2 separate regions of the Cricetulus griseus genome follow, and region 2 is linked to region 1. The links are chromatin contacts, called in public Hi-C maps. All regions are on one chromosome and are shown on one strand. The core of a region is the stretch at or near the end of the contact, and the rest is flanking DNA. Distances in the headings are between cores, read along the strand shown. Region 1 holds the start of Garem1 (GRB2-associated and regulator of MAPK protein 1). Region 2 overlaps Garem1 (GRB2-associated and regulator of MAPK protein 1).

The links. A called contact is a pair of places that touch in the nucleus more often than the background predicts.
Region 2: a contact with region 1 is called in a Hi-C map of liver, with 3 times the contacts expected there. The contact joins the enhancer-like site here to the promoter of Garem1 in region 1. A contact is called at or near these places in 5 of 8 Hi-C or Micro-C datasets (the CHL-YN cell line, the CHO-K1 cell line, fibroblasts and 1 more).

Annotation. Positions count from the first base shown.
Region 1 is chr2:215,729,063-215,735,562 of CriGri-PICRH-1.0, reverse strand. It overlaps Garem1 (GRB2-associated and regulator of MAPK protein 1), which reads right to left and starts at 5,072. Exons shown (of 7, transcript XR_004768373.1): 1 at 4,595-5,072.
Region 2 is chr2:215,894,520-215,901,231 of CriGri-PICRH-1.0, reverse strand. Garem1 (GRB2-associated and regulator of MAPK protein 1) reads right to left here. Exons shown (of 7, transcript XR_004768373.1): 7 at 6,372-6,712. Among named protein-coding and RNA genes, the nearest start is that of Trnan-guu, 9.4 kb to the right of the region's middle. Within about 2 kb of position 3,316, at least 2 of the 6 cell types and tissues checked have open chromatin away from gene starts, as enhancers often do.

The DNA.
Region 1 (6,500 bases), core at 3,823-6,322:
ACGGGAGTTTATGAGTCTTCCACAAGCTGTGGTTTAGTAAGTGAAAAGACAGGTCCCTTAGCAATAGCCAACAAAAATAAATGAGTTTACAAGCTGGTCTGCAAGAACTGGCTATTTTAGTAAGGCAGCCAGTGAGAGAAAGAGACCCAAAATACTCCCTCTTTAATTGATGATGCAGAGGGTCACAACAACCAAAGCATTTTCTCAGATTCTCAATGCCAGTGTGGAAATGCATTTCATGTAAGACTTTCAAAACAACCATGATACTTAAATGCAAAGACACTAAAGTAGCCATGTCCACCCTCGCCTCATGGGTCTAAATGTTTATTACCGGCCACAGCCTAAAACAACATCCTCTCCCATCCTGACTTCATCACTTTCAGACGTGGCCAATAATCAGAGTAAGTGAGAACTAGGAGAACCTGGAAGTATACAGTGTAGAGAGAACATTAGACTGACTGTCTAACCATTTACCTTACACACAAAAGTAACTACAGGCACTGAAAAGATCACTAGTAGCCAAAACCATGTAAATATACACTCAGATGTTTAAATGTCTCAGCTCATTACTTTGGTACCACGTGACTCTGGATTCAGTTAAAAATCCCTTCCTGATTTTCCTGCTCTAGCCTCTCTCGGCCCAACCTTGAGTTAGTTCGTAACACTTTCTCGCTGATAAAGACTTCACTCCTTTTTATAACCTGCACATGTTTATGGCATCTATACTTGACAGAAGCCACCTGGAGCATTTGTTTGTCTGCCTCTAGAAATGTACTAAAATCTATCATTCTGACTCCCGCACTCTCAATGACACATACAGAAGCCTCCCCTTGAAAGTATACAAGCATCTTTATACCAAGCTTAAATATGTATATACACTATTATGCAATATACATGTTATCCATACATGCTATTACATTAATGCCCTAAATAAGCAGAAACACAAGACTGCTGGCTCTAAAGTTTTTCTCACTACTATAATTTCTACTATCTATAACAGTATCTATGGGCCCAATGAATATTAGCCAATATTATAGGACCATTTATAAGACATATCAGAGGCGAGTATGTCTATTTTTCCTCCATGAAAAAAACTACAAATGAAAGAAATGAAGAGAGCTGATCAAAACTGTACAGTAGAGTTCTTGACTCCAAAGTCAACATCATTTAGCATCATTTTTATCTTCCCTATCTTATAAATGCACCCTTTGTGTTATAAATACAGACTGACAGGGAAAAAAATGAAGCCATAATAGAAGCATAAATATCTTCTGGGGCAATACATATGTTGTTAGTCTAACAAAACGCACATGTGTGTGAGTGCACTCACACACACACACTCACACACACATCAATCACAGAGCACATTTTCAGAACTTAGATGAATTTCAAAGACAAAACATGGATTTAGAAGGATCTCTAACATTTGCAAGCAGCCATATGGAGCCCCTTGGGGGTCTAATTGTTCATATTTCTGCATCTACAGTCTCCAGGTGCACAACCGATAAGGCCACAGAACACCTCAACATAAGGCAAAACCCAAGTTCCCACAGCTCAACACCCCAGGCATAGAATCAGAATGGACTTCCCCTATAGCTAATACAATAGTTAATTTCAATTGACAGCTTGATTGGATTAAGAGACTTGACCCCAAGTTATTACTGAGACACACTTGGATGTATATGTTAGCTTTTTTTCTGGAAAGAATCAGCCACAGGCAAAAGACTTACTTTGAATGTGGGTGGCACCACACTAGGGTTTTAGGACTTTTGCAAGATGAAGTAGAAAATGGGCAGCTCCCTCAGACCCTGCTGTGAGTGTGGACTGCTGGAGTGAAGCAGGAGTTACTATTCTCTGTTCTCTCCCTGGTTCTGAATGAATTTGTGGAATCTGATCCTACAAACAATTTATAAGCCTACACTATTTAAAATACCTGACAGTCAGAGAATCAATAACTAGGGTTGGCCTCTGCAGCCATTCTATCAACTCTCCCAGGGAACTACTATCCAGGCTTTTCCTTTGGGTTCCCCAGAAGGATTGGGGGGCAAAACCTAGGAAGTCTCATCAACTGTATTTACTACTCAAAGATCAATTTCTTCACTGGAGAGCTGGCAAGATGGTTCAGTGGGTAAAGGCACTTGCTGCCAAGCGTGATGACTTGAATTCCATCCACACACGATAGAAGGAGGGAAGTGACTCCCCCAAGTTGTCCCCTAACATTCACATGTGCACTGTGGCATGTTAATGGAAAGAATCTATGATTTGGCTCTTTTAAAGTCTACCCAAATTAAATTGTTAAAATAACTTGTCCCTCTTCCCATCAGATTAGCAAAAACTTCAAAAGCAAGCAAGGAGCCCTACAATATAGTAAGGATGTGGGCCCAGTGCTGTTCCCACAATGCCCATGTTTGCATGAGTCTAACCTTTGGTCTCTAGGGCAATGACAATTGTGTCACAAGTTTAAAAAGATTCACATGTGCTCTCAGCAAGGGAGGAACACATTCTCATCCCCAAAACAAGCCTACGTATAGGAATGCTCATTATCTCGGAACTTACAGATGAAGTAGGGTAAGTGGCGACTTCATGTCCACTAATGAGGGAGTAGATATAAATACAATTTAATGTCCACCTATAAGGGGCCAGATAGATATATGCTATAGGCATTCCCACAGAATATCATGCAGCTATTAGAATCTATGCTAACAAAAAAGAGATGGGACTGGTTAATGAAGGAATCAGGTATACAGTAATATTGGCTACAAGTATGACTTGGATTCTCAAGTGGTTAATCACAAGAGGAATTTATGATAAAGAACTAGAATTACACATGATGATCAAAATCCATCCCAAGGCTTGAAAGGACACAGTGTTAAGACTTGCAGCCCACATCCCAATTTGAAAAGAAGTGTGGGGTGAGCTCAGTGCTGATTGAGACCCTTTTAATGAATGACAGGGATAGGAAAGTAGTTAGTAAGACTGAGAGTTATGTCTAAGGCTGATGCACAGTCTCTCTGCACTTTGAGTTGGAGGAAGTCTGAGCAATTTGCACACCACGTGCACCAATGCTCTATTGCCTCGCTGAGAAGTTTTGGCAGAGTTTGCAGAGATGAGGGAAGGTCTGGAAATGGAAAGGTAAAGACTCACAACCTGCCAAAACATACAATTTTGCACATTGGAGGAAATGAAACTGCACACACACACACACACACACACACACACACACACACACACACACACAGTTACTTATTAAAGCACAACACACTTTGCCACCCCCACGCTAAGTAGAAATGCCTCAATATGCCTCAATGTCCTCCCCTGGATTCAACAGTTATTACCATCACATACTTCCTTCTTAGTTTTAAAACTTCTAGTTTATTCCCAGTAACCACCACAACCACCACCACCAGCCAAAGACAGCAAGCATGCCAATGTTGTTTTCCAGCTTTCAAAACTTTCTCATTTATTAATTCTCTTGTCAGTGTTTCAGTGTCTAGTCTAGCCTTACAGACAAGCAATAGAATAAGACCTCTTTGGGGGCACTTACACATCTCATATGAAACACACTTTACTCTAGAAAGCAAGACATAAGGCAAGTGCCTGTGACTTGAAGAAACGGCATCCTTCTGTTCAGACCAGTTTTGATCTGGCTTGTGTGTGACCACAGCTCTATCTATGTGCCTGCCTGGTGCCAGCCCGCCCGGCTGCCCTACAGCAGAGCAGACTTCTTCCTACAATCTGAAGTCCCAAGAAGCTTAACTGGGTGAAGTTACAAGTGCAAAAAAAACAGACACAACTTAAACTGTCCCCTCCAACATCTCAAAACTAAAGGTGTCCACTTGACTGACAGTAGCACATCTACATATTTGTTTGCATATGTCACAGTGCAGAATAATCAGTGTGTGTGGTGGGGGGCGGTGTTCTTGGTTGTTTTCTTGTGGTCAGTTTCAGGAAATACAGGCATTTCTTGGTTCAGAGCTCAGATTGCAAATCAATATGCTTTAGCGGCTTAAAATATTTTTTCTAAGCTGGAAGCGCGCTATGCTAATAATTAACCGTAAGCATACCATCACTTCTGCTAAAGACATTTTCTGCACACAACCCTAAATCACTCGTTGTTGTGTTAAACAGAGTAGACGAGCTGTAATAAAAGATCTCCAAGAAACGTGATCGTTTTCATTGGGTCACCCGGGAGCTTTTCCTCTGAAATCTGCAGTTTCTTGGCAGACATAGGGAAGACCGGTTGGAGAGAGCACCCCAAACAAGATACCACCCAGAGCCCAATTATTTTCGTCAGGAAGTTGCCTAAGACAACTTCAGGGTTCCCAGATTGAGTAATTCTTGCATCCAAGGTTACTATCTGCAGGTTTCCACGATGTTGATTTTTTTTTTTAAGGTGCCCTTATTAACTGCACTGCAAGGGTTCTGATTTGCACCTCTCTGGCGACGGCGGCTGCTGCTGCTGGGGGGGAGTGGAGTGCCGCGCCAGGGCTGCGGCAGCCCTCGCAGGCCAACTAGACAGCCAGGGGCGAGCACTGCCCCCGCCCCCCCCCGGGTCCCACCCTTCCTGGCACCCGCGCGCCCCGCCGGTACTCACCGCTGTCCAGCCGCGCGATCTGGGGCAGCCGGTAAGTGCTGACCAGCAGGTCGAGCGGCACAGCCACTGGGCTCCACTTCACATCCTTGAGGCTGCAGCCCAACGAGGGCACCGGGTCCATCTTCCCCACCTCCTCCGGCCCCGCGCTCCCGCGCCCGCTCCACCGCTGGCTGGCGGGCGGCTTCGCTCTCCCGCCGCGGGCAGCCGGGCAGCGAGGCACAGCGGCGGGGACGCCGGCACCCGCCTTCAGCGGCCACACCGAGGCATGGCTGGCGCCCCGCGCCCTCAAGCCAGGGGAGCGCTGCAGGCGGCCCGGCTGGCTGCGGCGGCTCCTCTCCTCCTCCGCCTCCCCTGGCCCGGCTCTGCAGCTGCGGCGGCCGGCCGCCCGCCTCCTCCTCGGGCCCCTCCTAGCCTCCGCCTCGAGCACAGTGTGAGGAGGAGCCGCGGGTCGGAGGAACGCCATAGCAGCGCTCCCGGCACTGACTAATCAACAAGGGGCATGGGACGCCTGCGCAGCCCGCCCTGGCACCGCCTCCGTGCCCGCCTCCCACCGGGGACTCCGCCTCCCTGGGGCACAGGCTCCGCCTCTCCGACTCGGACCTCGCCTCTTTTCCTCGGATCCCGCCTCCACGCCACTAGCTCCACCTCTCTGGAGCCGAGGCTTCACCTCCCTGGAACGCGGGCTCCACCACTAGCTCCGCCTACCTCCGAGTAGGCTCAGCCTTTCACAGTTCCCGCCCACACATAACCCCGCCTTCCTCTGGCGCCGCCTTCCTTAACCTAGCCCCGCCTCCTCAACCACAGTACCCATAGGCCCCGCCTCCCTAGCTCCGCCTCCTACAGGCCCCGCCTCCCGCACATTTCTCTAGCTAGGAGCTCTGCCTCCCTCCGAGGCGGCTCCCGGGACTGTGGTACCCGCTCGGCTGCGCTCCGCAAGCTTTGGCTCTCGCTCCCCCGTCCGACCGCTCGCGCGCCCTGCAGCCTCGCCCGGCGCGTCCTTCCCGGTGCCCGCGGTGCAGCCAGCGCTCTTCATGGTCGGCAGTGGCGAACTCTGATGTTGCCTCTGGCAGCTACAGCAGGTTTTCCTGGCTATAGGGACCGGGGCGGGAAAGAGCCAGCCCGTGGAGTTAGCCATCGGTGGTGCTTCCTGACTCCATGACTCCATAGACGGAGATGAAAGTTTCTGTGATCAGTTCAAGTGTGGCTGCAAGGCAGGATGCAAAAGATTCCCAGACGCAGAAAGCTGTGGAGTGTCAACGTCCAGGAGGTCATCCTCCTCCAACGCGCAGAGAGGTTCTCTTCTGATAGATAAATCCCCTTTCCTAAACATGCTACCAGAACTTTCGGGGATGTCACAAAATGGCACAACTCTTGGGAAGCGGTGCTAGCATTTAACCCACAGGTTGCTTTCCATAATAATGTTGCCCACAGTCTTGAAATAGGGTTTGCTTGTTGTGGCCAGAGCTCAGATAATAGAAGGGATTACGAGGTCCCTAGTTTCCAGGCAAAGCCCGGACTTGTGTGTTGCTTTTTTTTTTTTTTTTTTTTTTTTCATGAAGTTCAGCTAGAGAGATGAGCAGCTCCTGAGGTGAACCTGTTCCATCAACACGCTTTCAGTATTAGGTGTTCAGTCTATAAGAGGCAGAGCAAGCACCCAGGGGCCATGAAACAATCCCACTGCTTCTTAGAGGGCTGGTTTAAGAAAAATCTGTTCCCATAAAGAAGCCAGTGCGTTTAGTTTTGAGGAAAAACACGAGATTATTTCACACTTCCTTCCTGGGCCTCTCACTTCAGAATATTAGTTATAGTATCTACTAAACGCTTCGGCTAAAGTTTTGCGTTCTGTGTCATTCATGACAATTTTTTTCAGGTGTGAAGGAAAAAATACATCAAAGGTCCATAACTC
Region 2 (6,712 bases), core at 2,067-4,566, 170 kb before region 1:
GCTTCTTCCACATCTGGCTCCATACTCCTCAGACTCCACCCTTTTTCCTCGCATTCTCTCTGCCTGAAAAATCCTGCCTAGCTATCAGCCAATCAGCTTTTTGTTATCAATGAGAGAAACATATCTTCATAGTATACATAAGGATTTCTGGTGAGAGTTTCTCACTGCTCACGGTAGAAAGAGAAAGGTGTGTATGTATGTGTGTGTGCATGCATGTGTGTATACGTGTGTGTGTGTGTGTGTGTGTGTGTGTGTGTGTGTGTGTGTGTGTGTACAGTCTTTGTAGCACACTTGGGCCACCATGAACTGAAGTGCTCAGCTGTACCTTTTCAACCACAATGGATGAAAACCTTCTGAAACTGTAAGCCCAACAAACCTTTCTTCCTTCATGTTGTTCCTGGCGGTGTTGTTACAGCAGTGCTAAAAGTATTGGATACTGAGGCTGTGGGTGGGGAGTCCTTTGTGGTCACAAATTATCTCCTAGTTGTGGGCATGGGTTTAAATCCCCAAGTAAATTTTCTGAAGAGATTGGTGGGAGTTATAAATTCAGGTTCTGGTGTTCTCCAGAACACATGGCAGGTGGCTATGTGCCATTTGGAAGCTTTTCACTAATCTTCAGGAAGATCTTGTCAAATTTCCGTCAGGCAACTGGGCACTTACTGTAAATCAGATCTTGAACTGTATGTTCAACATACATAAAGCAATAAACATGATTCTCTTCTCGAAGATACTTTGATCATTCTGCTAAAAGAATCATTTCAAAATCTTTCCCTCCCAACTGTGATAGCAAAGTAGAAACCACCTGATAAATACATCTTGCTGAGAGAACACTCCTGAGAGATCTTTATGCAGTATATGTTGATAAGATTCCCATGTCATGGGCTGGAGAAATGGCTCAGAGGTTAAGAGCACCGGCTGCTCTTCCAGAGGTCCTGAGTTTAATTCCCAGCAACCACATGGTGGCTTACAGCCATCCGTTATGAGATCTGGTGCCCTCTTCTGGTGTGCAGATATACATGGAAGCAGAATGTTGTATACATAATAAATAAAATCTTAAAAAAAAAAAACATTCCCATGTCATTCCTGAACTCAGAGGTCAGGATTTGGCATCGATTCTGACCTGAGGAAAGTCTGTTTGAGCAGCTAGAACAAAATGCCATAGACTGGATTCTTTATCAATGTCTTGGAAGTTGGGAGTCCACATACGGAAGACTAGATGTCTGTGAAGGCCTGTCTTCTCACAGATGTTGCCTTCTTAATCATGTCTTCCACATGGAGAATGTGGCTAGTTAGCTCTCTGAGGTATCTTTTTTTTTTTTTTTTTGTAGTTTTTCGAGACAGGGTTTCTCTGTATTGCCCTAACCCTGAAACCTTTTTTTCCTTTCTTTTAAGAAAAAAGATACCTCAGAGAAGCCGGGCATTGGTGGCGCTCACCTTTAATCCCAGCACTCAGAGGCAGAGGCAGGAGGATCTCTGTGAGTTGGAAGCCAGCCTGGTCTACAGAGCGAGTTCCAGGACAGGCTCCAAAACAATACAGAGAAAGGCAACATCAATTGCGTGTGAGGGGTGGGGTGTGGGAGATACACAAGTGAGTACAGGTGTTAGTGAAATCCTGAAGAGGTCAATGGATCTTCTGGGGCTGGAACTATGTGAAGTTGTAAGCAGCATGGTATTGTAGAGTACTACTTAAAGATGAGTTACATTTGTTTATGCTGTGGAAAATGTGTTTAATAATGCAAAGATTTGTTGAATTCTCTCATGTTTCATCTGTTTAACTCTGTGAAGCTGTGTTACTTTGCCTGTCTAGAACCCGATTGGTCTAACACAAAGCTGAATGGCCAATAGCAAGGCAAGAGAAAGGATAGGTGGGGCTGGCAGGCAGAGAGAATAAATAGGAGGAGAACTCTGGAAGGAAGAGATGAGGAGGAAAGAAGGAGAGGAGGATATTAGGGGCCAGCCACCTAGCCATAGAATAAGAAGGAAAGAAAAGATATACAGAACCAGAGAAAGGTAAAAGCCCAGAGGCAAATGATAGAGGGGATAATTTAAGAAAAGCTGGCTAGAAACAAACCAAGCTAAGACTGGGCATTTATATGAAAGAATAAGTCCCTGTGTGATTTATTTGGGAGCTGGGTAGTGCCCCCACCCCCCACCCCAAAGAGCAAAGAGTATAAGAACAACCAACTACAGCCTGGTGTGCATTCTGGAAACTGCACTTTGGTCCTCTGGAGAGCAGTAGGGTGATGAGTCATCTGAGATGGAGATGAAGTCACTCCTGCCTCCCTTTAAATGACTTTTCAGGTATTTGTCACAGAAACAAACAACAAACAAACAAACAGACAACCTGGTCGGTTTACCTCCCTGACAGAGAGTCACAGTCAGGAAGGCTCAATGCCTGTTGAATGGAAGATGGGCTCTGTGAGTACTGGCAGCATGCTGAGGCAATAAAGAAATAATCCATGCCTGTCAAAGAAGCTGCCAGGGCTACTCACAGCGCATGTCCCTTGGGTGATAGTTCTGAGAGATAACAGAATAACAGGAAGCACTTCATTTTCCTACCGCTCATCTGCAAGAGAGAAATTAGCTGTCTCCATGTTCCAAATTCGACTTTATCAGGGATTAACTGAGTGGCAGGTGGATCACAGTTCTTCACATGTGGCCATCACAGTGAGTTCCAGGACAGTCAGAGCTACAAAGAGAAACACTATCTCGAAAACCCAAAAATAAATAAACAAAATTTAAAAAAAAGTAGTGGAGCAAGCCAGCCAGCAGCATTGCTCCATGGTCTCTACTGCTCCACACTTCTGCCTTGGCTGTGCCCATGATGGACTGTCACCCGTAAGCCAAATAAATGCTTTTCTCTCCAAGATGGTCTTGGTCAGCCTTTATCACAGCAACAGAAAAACTAGGGCAATAGGGGTACTGTGGAAAAGGCACATGAACTCAGCAGCCCTCGGTGTGAGCTGTGGGTTCCTCAGAGCAGTCAGGTTCTTCTATGACCCTCAAACCCAGATCGCCAAAGTTCAGAAAAACTAGTTAAGTGTGACTATTCCAAAACATGAATCATCAATCACACCATTTAAAGACAGAAATCTAAACTATGAAAAAGCAAATGGTTTGTAGTTTTATAAAAGTCACTCAACCTCTGCAAGAGTTGTTTTTTTATTATCTTTCTATTTTTTATTATTATTTTTTTTTATTTCTAATTGTCTGCATTATGTGGGTATATACATGTGAGTGCAGGCTAGTGGAGGGCAGAAGGGGGCAGTAGATCCCTGGAGCAAGAAGGAGCAGGCCCCGTGACAAATCAGCTTTGTGTTTTGAAATCCTTGGCTTGTCATTGAAGTCAGGAACTGGCTGGTACCATCCTGGGGCAATCAAGGGTGGAAGAGTCTTCCACCTAGTGGCCATATTTGGTATTACAGTTTCTCTCTCCATAAGCTCTTTCTAGTAGATAGCTGGGACACAGCCAGATGAAGTGTGTGTACAGGTTGGTTATCTGAAAACTGTTTACATTTTAATGTTTCCTCTGTCTTATTTAGTATCTCCACTGAGCCATCACTTTGGATAAAGTAGCAGAAGATGTGCTCAGAGCCTTTTTAGAGAAAAAAAGAATTTTGACTTGTGTGTATATGTCTACTGTGGAAGCCAGGAGGGTGTTGAGTGCCCTGGAGCTGTTACAGGTGGTGTGAGCTGCCCAACATGGGTACTGGGCACTGAACTCAGATTGTCTGGAATAGTAACAAGCATTCTTATTGGCTCAAACACCTCTTTAGCCCAGAGTTTCTGTTTTATAAGCAGACGTTTCCATTTTCCTTTCTTTTCTTTTTGGATGCAGCGTCTTTGGTGTGCAGTACAGGCTGGCACTGAACACAGAAAACCTCCTGCCTCAGCCTCTCAAGTGCTGGGATTACAGGTGTGCACCATCAAGCCCAGTTGGCAGTTTCCTCCATTCTAGCTAGCATCACGTGGGGAGGGCGGCTTGAGTATTGTCTTCTGTTGACTTCCAGCCTCAGAGCAGAAGGTAGAGGATGTGCACAGGGCTTGCCACATGTACTTCACAAAGCCACTCCGTCACTTGCGGAAGGTAATGGCAGGGGAAACTGGGATACAGTTGGGATGAGTACAAGATGGAAGGCCAATTTCTAGTTCTATCCTTCATTTTAGTACAGCCCAGGTGTGTAGGGGAAGCTGTAGCCAGCCCCTAAGTAGGCGTGGCTATGTCACTTAGGATAGTGTATATACCTAGTTAGGGATAGCTTCCTATTGTTTATGGTTGGGATTGGAAGGAGGTGTTCAGGCTTGGATACCTCTCTCAGATGACTTTAGGGTTTAGTTAACATAGATAGTTAGAATGTGACATAAGCAGATTGTTGTATCTTCTTATATTTTACCTTTATGATTGTTAATTTTGGATACTTTAAACTGTTAAGTTTTAATCCTCTTTTAGACTAAAAGGGGAATTGTAGGGAAGCTGTAGCCACGCCTACTTAGGGGCTGGCTACAGGTGTGCCTGACCACGCCCTCGAAAGCTTTCGTGGGCGTGGTCAGGGGATGTAGGGTGACTGCGTTTTCGCTTTCGGTTTCTCTTTTTGGGCTTGCTTACAGACTGCTGCCACTCCGGCTGGCTAGGTCACTCTGTAAGTAAGGCTTTTCCCTATTAAATACACTTATATTTCTACCTGACTCCGTATTGGTAATTTCCCACTATACAGGTGTGCTCTAGAAGGATTGACACCATGCAAGGTTTATTTCTAGGAAGTTTAGAGAGTGGCCTTCTAAAGTCCCATTTTTAAAGCTCTGTTGTGCCATGTCTACAGGGTCATTGCATCTTGGAGGACACAAGCGTGTTATCTTCCCCCACTAACTCTGGCCAGAGCACACCTGTAGCTTAAACATTCCACCACATGTACTATCTTTCAAGGGCCTGTATCTCTTGGAGCTAATATTTGTGGCCACTTGTGGCACACACTGCTCTTGGTTCAGTTTTACATCTATCCATCACTAAGGGGAAATCACTGCCTCAAGTTGTAAGAAAAATGTACTTGTAAGAAATTCTCAATACATCTATCAGCAGTCATGACACAAACTCAACCTGGGATCACCAAACAGGTGTATGTCTCACTCTTACAGCCTGCTCTTCTGTTTTACAGTGTGAGCGCCAATGAGGTCATTGGCCTTTGATTTTGGGTGCTGAAGATTGAACTGAGGGTCTCACGCATGCTGAACCGGTGCTCTCACACTGAGCTGCATCCCTTGCACCTCATTTGACTCAACTTCATCCTGTTATTCTGTGACTGATGTCTTGATCCTCATGTCACAGTAACCGGCCACCACCAGGAATGTCAGGGTGTTTACACTGCTGTTCAACATCTACTCAAGTATCCTGACTTTGAAGACTCTGGAAGCCAAGGACTGGGTAGCTCACAAAGGGTGGTTGCTATCTCATCACAAAGAGCAAAATGTACACAGCCTGGGGATGCTGCTTAGCAGCTCCCAAAGCATATGGATGAACTATCTAAACAAGAAGGGGCCGAGGTGAGCCAAGCATCATAAGAGGAAACCAACTGGGCAGAAGTAGGCTATATTCTGTACTTAATATTTTTAGCAGATAATGTGTTTTCACCCATTACACATCAATCAAAGGACATGTGATCCTAACAATTTATTTCTAGGTTCAAATTTCTTAGCAATATCCAGTTTGCACAGTGTCCTAGTATTCCTGAGGTAGGCATTCTTAGGACCCTGACTTAGGGCTTTGGAAATTTTAGTCATGTGTTTGGTTCTTCTAGTGTCTGGCTCTGCAATGCAGGGGAGCAGACACTTGTCCCCGTGGAATGGGAGAGTGGGACCGAAGGCTTAGGAAGTGGTGGCATGAATGACTCTGGGACTTGTCTGATTGAGAAATAAGATGCTGGAAGTGATTTTATGATAAGTTGAGGACAACAGAAACTCCAGTCAAACTCTGCCTGCCTGTGAGGCATACTGACACAGCAGGGTGGACATGCCTGCCTCTTCTCCAGCACCTGGGAACACCTCTCTGGATCTTCATTGCATCAGCGCAACAACACGGACACCAAAGACAGGAGTTTGCATTAGTTCCCTTCTCACTGGAACATGTATACTCTCTCTTCAAATTAAAAGACATCTGCACTTGTCCTCACCTTTTGACCACACAGGTACTGGGTCCTCTTTGAATGTCATGGGGTTGCCTGGTTACCAGATTCTATGAAACTTCAGGTTGTGTCTTAAATCTCTCAATTCTGAACGGGGTTTACAGTATTAGGAATCCCTATGCCTGAGGGGCTAGAGAACGAGGCCTTTGAAAAGTCAGTACTAGGTCTGACTCTCTCAGGAAAAACTGCAAGAACAACCTTGAAAATTTCTTTATTTATAGACATTTCAGAACCATTTAAATCAACAGAGAATGGATTTTTTTGACATAACATACGGTGTTTATCTTGAGGTACACATTGGGCCCACTAGATAATGATCTGGAAAGCAACTAACTGCTGACGTCTACTTAGCAGCCCACTGTTTCCCCAGCCAAGAAACTGTACAGACACTTGCAAAAGTCTTAGGAAACACAATTTCCATTTAAGTGAAGGAAAACTCGCCAGGTTCTTGAGTTTCAATTTTGTTTGAGTCACAGATGAAACAATATTCCAAATGGAGCATCATATGAAGACAGGAGGGCAAGTTTATGGCTAGG